Regions from separate parts of the Neogale vison genome. Here region 2 is linked to region 1. The links are chromatin contacts, called in public Hi-C maps. All regions are on one chromosome and are shown on one strand. The core of a region is the stretch at or near the end of the contact, and the rest is flanking DNA. Distances in the headings are between cores, read along the strand shown. Region 1 holds the start of IRF2BP2 (interferon regulatory factor 2-binding protein 2). Region 2 has its middle 46 kb from the start of TARBP1.

The links. A called contact is a pair of places that touch in the nucleus more often than the background predicts.
Region 2: a contact with region 1 is called in a Hi-C map of fibroblasts, with 6 times the contacts expected there. The contact joins the enhancer-like site here to the promoter of IRF2BP2 in region 1. A contact is called at or near these places in 3 of 3 Hi-C or Micro-C datasets (fibroblasts, muscle and tongue).

The regions. Positions count from the first base shown.
Region 1 is chr2:152,310,025-152,313,175 of ASM_NN_V1, reverse strand. IRF2BP2 (interferon regulatory factor 2-binding protein 2) reads right to left here and starts at 1,501. Exons shown (of 2, transcript XM_044239340.1): 1 at 294-1,501. The coding sequence starts at 1,290.
Region 2 is chr2:152,374,436-152,377,586 of ASM_NN_V1, reverse strand. No RefSeq gene overlaps it. Among named protein-coding and RNA genes, the nearest start is that of TARBP1, 46 kb to the left of the region's middle. Within about 2 kb of position 1,461, the one cell type or tissue checked has open chromatin away from gene starts, as enhancers often do. A contact at or near this core is called in fibroblasts, where this site is marked.

The DNA of each region.
Region 1 (3,151 bases), core at 252-2,751:
AGAATGTGCTGGGAAAGGAAAACCCTGTGTCAGTGCCTATCAGCCCAGTCTGACTCATCTCTGTTGTGCTGCTTCAGCACAGGAACACGTTGCCACTAAGCACTGGTTCCGCCTCAGGCAGATCAGGAAGTTGGGTGTTTGTTGTTTCTGGGCTGGGGTAGAATGGTGAATGGAAAGAACACCCCCCTCCTCTGCTCTGCGCCCCCCTTTCTCCCCTAGGGCCCTCGCTCCACAGCCGCCCCTACCTGCTTTAGACCCGTTGGCCCCGTTGGCCTCGAAACCCAACAACCTGCCTGCAGTCAGGGCCGGCTCCTTCTTAAACTTGCTCTCGAAGGGCCCCGAGTGGCCGTGCTGGTGCAGCGCCAGCAGCGTGTCTCGCACGGTCTTGGGTCGGTTGACCCAGTCCTGCTCTCCGGGCCCGCGGCCTTTGCTAGCGCCCTCGGCGCCCAGCTCGGTGGCGCCGGCCGCGGTGGCCAGGCTGTCGGCCGCGCCGCGATGCGAGGGCGGCGGCGGCTGCTTCTCCTTGGCCGCAGCCTCGCGCTGCTCGTGCTCCACCGCCGCGCTGCTGGACACGGACGCCGGCCGCTTGTGCGAGCTCAGTTCGGCGGGCTGCGCCGAGCCCAGGCCGGCGGCCGCGGCCCCGGACACCGCGGCCAGCGAGGCGGCGGCGCGGCCGCTGAGGCCGAGCGCGGCGGGGAGCGGCGTGGCGGAGCCGTTCATGAGCGGCACCAGGGTGGGCGGCACAGCGTGCCCGCGCCGCGGGTTCGGGCTCTGGCGGTTCAGCTCCGGGGGCTCCTCCAGCTTGGAGAAGCCGTTGGGCACCAGGATGCCGTTCACGGGCGGCGGCTGCGGCGTCGGCGGCTGGGCCAGGCCCGCAGCCGGGCGGCTGCCGCCAAAGTCGGAGCCTAGGCGCGGGGGCCGCTCGGCGGCGGCCGCCAGGGGGTAGCGCTCCAGGGCCTGCGGGGCGCGCGGGGCGGCCTCGGGGCCGCCGTGACCCAGCTGCTGCTGCTGCAGGAGGATGTCCTTGGCCGAAAGCGGCGGCGGCTTGGCGGCGGCAGGGGTCGCGGCGCCGGGCGGGGAGCGGCCCTCCGGGAAGCAGCCGTGCGCCCGCTTGAGCTGTCGCGCCGTCTCGATGACGAACTCAACGCGGTCGGCGCCCTCGTAGTTGACGCAGCCGCGGCACACAGGCTCGGTGAAGTCCCAGATCATGGCCCAGGGCATGCGGGGCAGGTCACACAGGTAGCACGACTGCCGCCGGGACGCGGCCGCCACCGCCACCGCCGCGGCCATGTCCGAGGAGCCCGCGGCGCTGGAGGTGGAGGAGGAGGAGGAGGCGGAGGAGGAGGGGGCGCCGCCGCTCCCCGCCGGCACCACGCGCGCCCTCCTCCCCCCCCAACCCCGCGTCTCCCCCACCAGCGGCGGCGGCGGCCGCAGAGGCGGCGGCGGCGGCGGCAAAGCCCGCGAAGGCTCGGCGCCCGCGCAGCGCCCCCGGGGCACGAGGGGCGGCGGGCGCGGGGCGAGGGGCTGCAGCCGCGGCAGCACGTCCCCCCGGCCGGCGCGGGCGCGGGCGGGCGGCGGGGGCGGCGCGGCGCGGCGGGCGCGGCGGCGGCGGCGGGAGCTCGGCCGGGGCCGCGGCCGGCCTCCAGACCGGGGCGAAGACGGGCCGCGCGGGCGCGGGGGGAGCGCAGCAGGTCGCGGCGGCGGCCGGCGCGGAGTGCGGGGCGGGGGGCGGGGAGGCCGGGGGGGCGGGGGGCGGGGGGGCGGCCGCCGGGGCAGGCTCAGCCCGAGCGGCGGGGCATGCCGCGCCGAGGCGGCGGCAGCAGCCGGACGGCGTGGAGCACGGGCGCGGCGCGGGCCACGGGTCGCTCCGCTGTTCTCTCACAGCTCCCGGCGTCGCCGCTCTCCAGCGCCCGCGTCAGCGCCCAGCCCGCCTCTGCTCCGCCGCCGCCGTCGCTGCTGCTGCTGCCGCCGCGGCCGCTCCACTTCTACAGACTTGATTCTTCGACAGCCTCGCACGGCGCCTGCGCGGGCCCCCTCCCCTCGCGCGCGCGCCCGCCCTCCCCCGCGCCCGCGCCCTACCCCTCCCCCCGCGCGGGGAGAGAACGAGCGCTGCCGGGAGAGCCGGCTCCGAGGCGCCCGCCCGCGGGTCAGCGCCGCCCGAGTGCGCCGCGGCCGGTGTCCCCGAGGGGAAGGCGGCGCGGCCGTTCCAACGCTCGGCTGCCTCCACTACTCGGTCCCCATTCCTCCCCTCCAGGACGTTTGGGCCAAATCGCACTAGTGCTAGTGTTTTCAAAAGCCCCTCGGTGACTGGCGCTGTCAGTCTCGAGAGCGGGGACTGTCAGTGTGGCGTGGCTCAGTTCTGTTTCTGAGTTACGTGTGGACTCACACTGGGCGCTTGCACACTCGCACCCGTCGGGACGCACGCGCGCGCCGCGGTGCCCTAAGTTTCACGAACGGCGGAGTCTGCGCCCGGGGCCGCGTCCGCACGCCGATCGGCCGAGGCCCGGGGACCCTCGCCAGCCTCAGCCCCGCCCTCCCCAACTCCTCCGCAGTGGCCCGCCCTGCCGAGCCGGGACCGGCGGGTGGGGGTGGTCCTCGCGGCGCCGGCAGACCCCGCCGCCTCCTGTCGGACCGCGCGGGTGGCGCGTGACGTGGGCGCAGAGCCGCGGGCCCGCGTGCGCGGCCGCCGCCGAGTGCGCACGCTCCGTTCGGACGTGAGTCGGCGCCCCTGGCACTGGCGGCCTCATTGAACGAATGCACATTCCAGGGATCCGGGGTCTACGGCCGGCGCGGTCGCGTCACCGCGCAGGCTCCGCCCCCTCCGGCGACAGAAGGCCTCCGGGCCCCGCCCTCGGGACCAAACTTGGGCTGGAGGGGGCGCGGGCGCCCGGCTCCGCGCGCGCCGTGGGTTGGCCGGCTGGCCGGCCGGGGGGTTGCGCGGGGCCGGGCCGGGCCATCGGCGGAATTCCCCGGCGCCGTCGTGGGGCGGGACCGACGGCGTGGCCCGGGCCCGGGGGTCCCCGGTGGGCGCGGACCCGCCTGGCGTGAAGGCGGGGCGCGGCCGCAGAGCCCGCTGGGCCCGCAGCGCTGTGCCGGTGCTGGCGGCTGCGGGCCGTGCCCGGACTGAAGTGAGTGCTCGAGTGTCCCACTT
Region 2 (3,151 bases), core at 212-2,711, 64 kb before region 1:
TCCCAATGATTTCCCAGATTACATTATGCATGTGCGTGGACGGCTTTGACTCACACTCTACGTCCCATTCACAGGAATTTAAGTGAGCAAAGTTCTATAATTAGGACTTGAAAGGTACTGATAACAATCCAGATCTGTATCCTGCTTTATGGTCCACAAAGCAGTTGTATAGTTACTCGTACCCTTGGTTCTTCACAACCGTGCTATGAGGAAGGTGTCATTGTCCCCATTTCATAAGTGAGGACACTATGCAGACATGTGCCCCTGAAAGAGGTCACAGAGTTAAGAGTGTCCCCGCCAGAAGCTGATGCTCATCTCATGACCTTTCCCAGATCCTGGGAGAATAGTGACAAGCAAACACAGAGAGGGAAACTGAGGCACAGACCAGCACAGTGGCTTGACTGATGACGCAGCTGGGACCGCTGGCTCTTAGAAGAACTTAGAGCTCCAGTTCACCAGTATTGACATGATTATCTGAGTTCTCACGAGAAAGGCTGTAGAGCAAGAAAGCATCGCACTTGGTAGGAGCTCGAAGCATTCAGATGTACGGCGTTCTGTCTCACAACATGCTTGTGTGATTATCTCATGTGAGCTATTATATGGGTCCAATGAAGAATGTCATTCCAGAATAGAAATCGAGCTCCGGGCCCTTTTATGATCCCGGGCAGAGTCTGAGAAATCTCGCATATGTGAATCACAGGAGAGAGGCAAGTCTCCATTTGGAATCAGAAAATGATGCAAACATTTCTAAGCTCTGGAAAGGGAGGAAAGCCTGGGCAGAACCAGGATCCACCTAGAAGATCCCGCTTTTCTCCTGCTCACTTTCCCTTTGACCAGCTGTGGCGGGTCTCCCCGGGCCCATCCTCCGCTTCAGAAATTGTGCCTGCCAGGTCTGTAGGACGCACCTTCGTGCGGGGAGGCAGTCTGGGCAGAGGAGAAGCATTTTCTGCCCACAGGTCGGCTTCCCATTCTGACTAACGTCCTTGAGTAAGGCCCCAACCCCAACACCAGGCCGTGTGGAGTGGAGGGTGTATATGTTTTTCTCCTTTTCCAAGTTCTTCTGTTGCATTTTATTGTTTTTCCTACTTAGATGTTAGGCTGTCTCCATGATGTGAGACATCCTTCCTTTCTAGAATTTCCAGGAAGCACAGTTCCCTCCCACGTGTTAGATTTAATGTAATTGAAACCAAAGTTTGAGGCTATTTCTCCTAATTCAGGAAAAGTTGTGTACTTGGCAACCCAAATGGAAAGAGACAAAAAAAAAAAAAAATACCCACGGTAGTGGATTTTTGGGGTGTTTTTCTCATTTTGGTTGTGTGTGTGTGTGTGTTTCATAAAGCACACAGGAGAATTACACTCAACGCAACTGCTGGGAGAGATAGAAACTCTTGTAATTCATGTTGTGCATAATGGATTTGGCAGGCCCAAGCACAGAAATTTCCAGAAGTGTTTGCGTGGCAGCAATTCTTAGCCAATTCACATTTTTTAGACGTCCTGGACAGCTGCCCGGCCTACAGAAAAAGTCTTGTATCTCCGCAAGCTTGGCTGGCCTCTCTGACGAGTTTCCAAACTGCAACGGCAACGTTGGATGAGCTTATTTTCAAGTGCCAGAAAAACTCCTGCTACTTATATTGTCACTAAATACCAGATGTGCTTAATAAAGAGCGAGCAGAGCCAAACCTAGGGTAATCAAATAACCTATCATTAACATTTTCTAAAAACAAAAAAATGCAATTGGAACACCAGATTACTGTTTTTCTTTGTTTGCTTGACGCCCTATTACTGGAACCCCTAGGGTGTTGGGAACAGGACTCGGGCGGGGAGGCCAGCTCTGGCAGCGATGAGGACGCTGTTTACAATCGCACTCCGCACATCTGAAACATGTGTGAGAAAGTCAAGGCCCCAGCAGATTTCCTCCAGCCCCTCTGCTGCTTGCAGCCCCTTCCTCAGCCCCCCTGGAGAGGAGCTCTGCAGGCTGGGGCTCTCACCACCGCGGAAAGCACTGAAGCCTTGAGGAACGTTGGGATTTGACCTTGAAGGAGAGAAACGCAGAGGGAGATGGGAGGCTAAGGAGCTGGGACTTCGCAAATCAGAGGGGATACAAGGGCTAGAAGCTGCTGTGGCTGGAAAAAAATGCAAAAAGGTTCTGGAAGGCACATGGGGGTGCTGTGTGGCTTTGTCAGAGGCCCTGGCTGGGCTTCAGTTGGTAGACCTTAAAATATTTCTTAACACCAAAAGCTCCAATTGCATTTTCGCTCCCTCTCATTGCTATAAATTCCCTTTCTTTCTCCCTGCCTCCTTCCTGCCCTCCTTCCTTTCTTCCCTGCGTCTTCCTTCCTTCTTCCCTCCCTCTCTTTCTTTCTCTCCTAGTTTGCTGGGAATCCTGTGGGAAGAGAAGTGTGGCTGGCACAGTCCACTCTTGCTGTATTCAAGGCATGACCTTGAATATCTCCAATATCTCCCTCCCAATGTCTCCCAATATCTCCCTCCTCCAGACCCTGATACCCTAGGGGCTCAATTCTCCAGACCTCTGGGCCTTCCATTTTTCTGGTCCTGCCTTCCCAAGCCCAAGATGACAAGAACAAACATCCTTCTCGCCCCGAGGCTGGTGACCCCAGTAGATGGCAGGCATTGAGTATCAGGGGTGATTAGGGAGAAAGATGGGATCTTGCCCTAAGAAATTGGAGAGTCAATAACTATTCTGAAAATATTTGTGATCTGCCTTAAGACAACTGTATAAATAAAGAAATAAGTGACTCAGCCTTTGGAGAGTTGTTTTAAAAAACCTGTTACTAAAAATGCCTTCTAATCCAACTGTGCCTTGAACACCATTGTGCCAAGCCAAACTCAGCGAGAAGATACATGGTGTTTTCCTGTTGTGTGGCGCATGGCGGGGGGGGGGGGGTGGGTGGAATAAACCATGAACTTTGTCTAATTAGCAATGAAATGCTTTGAAAATACTTGATTTCAGGGGATGTGACTAATAAGATAAGGCGGAGCTGACGTCTATCACACCTTCTGAACTTTCCCCTTAGCTGCACCCGCATGTGTTTTATACATCAGCGGTGTTCCTGAAAAGTCGGGTGTGAATCTATGGGTTAGTCTATGGGCGAAGTGGAATTATGTTCGAAACGTTCTAGGGGGTACTCCT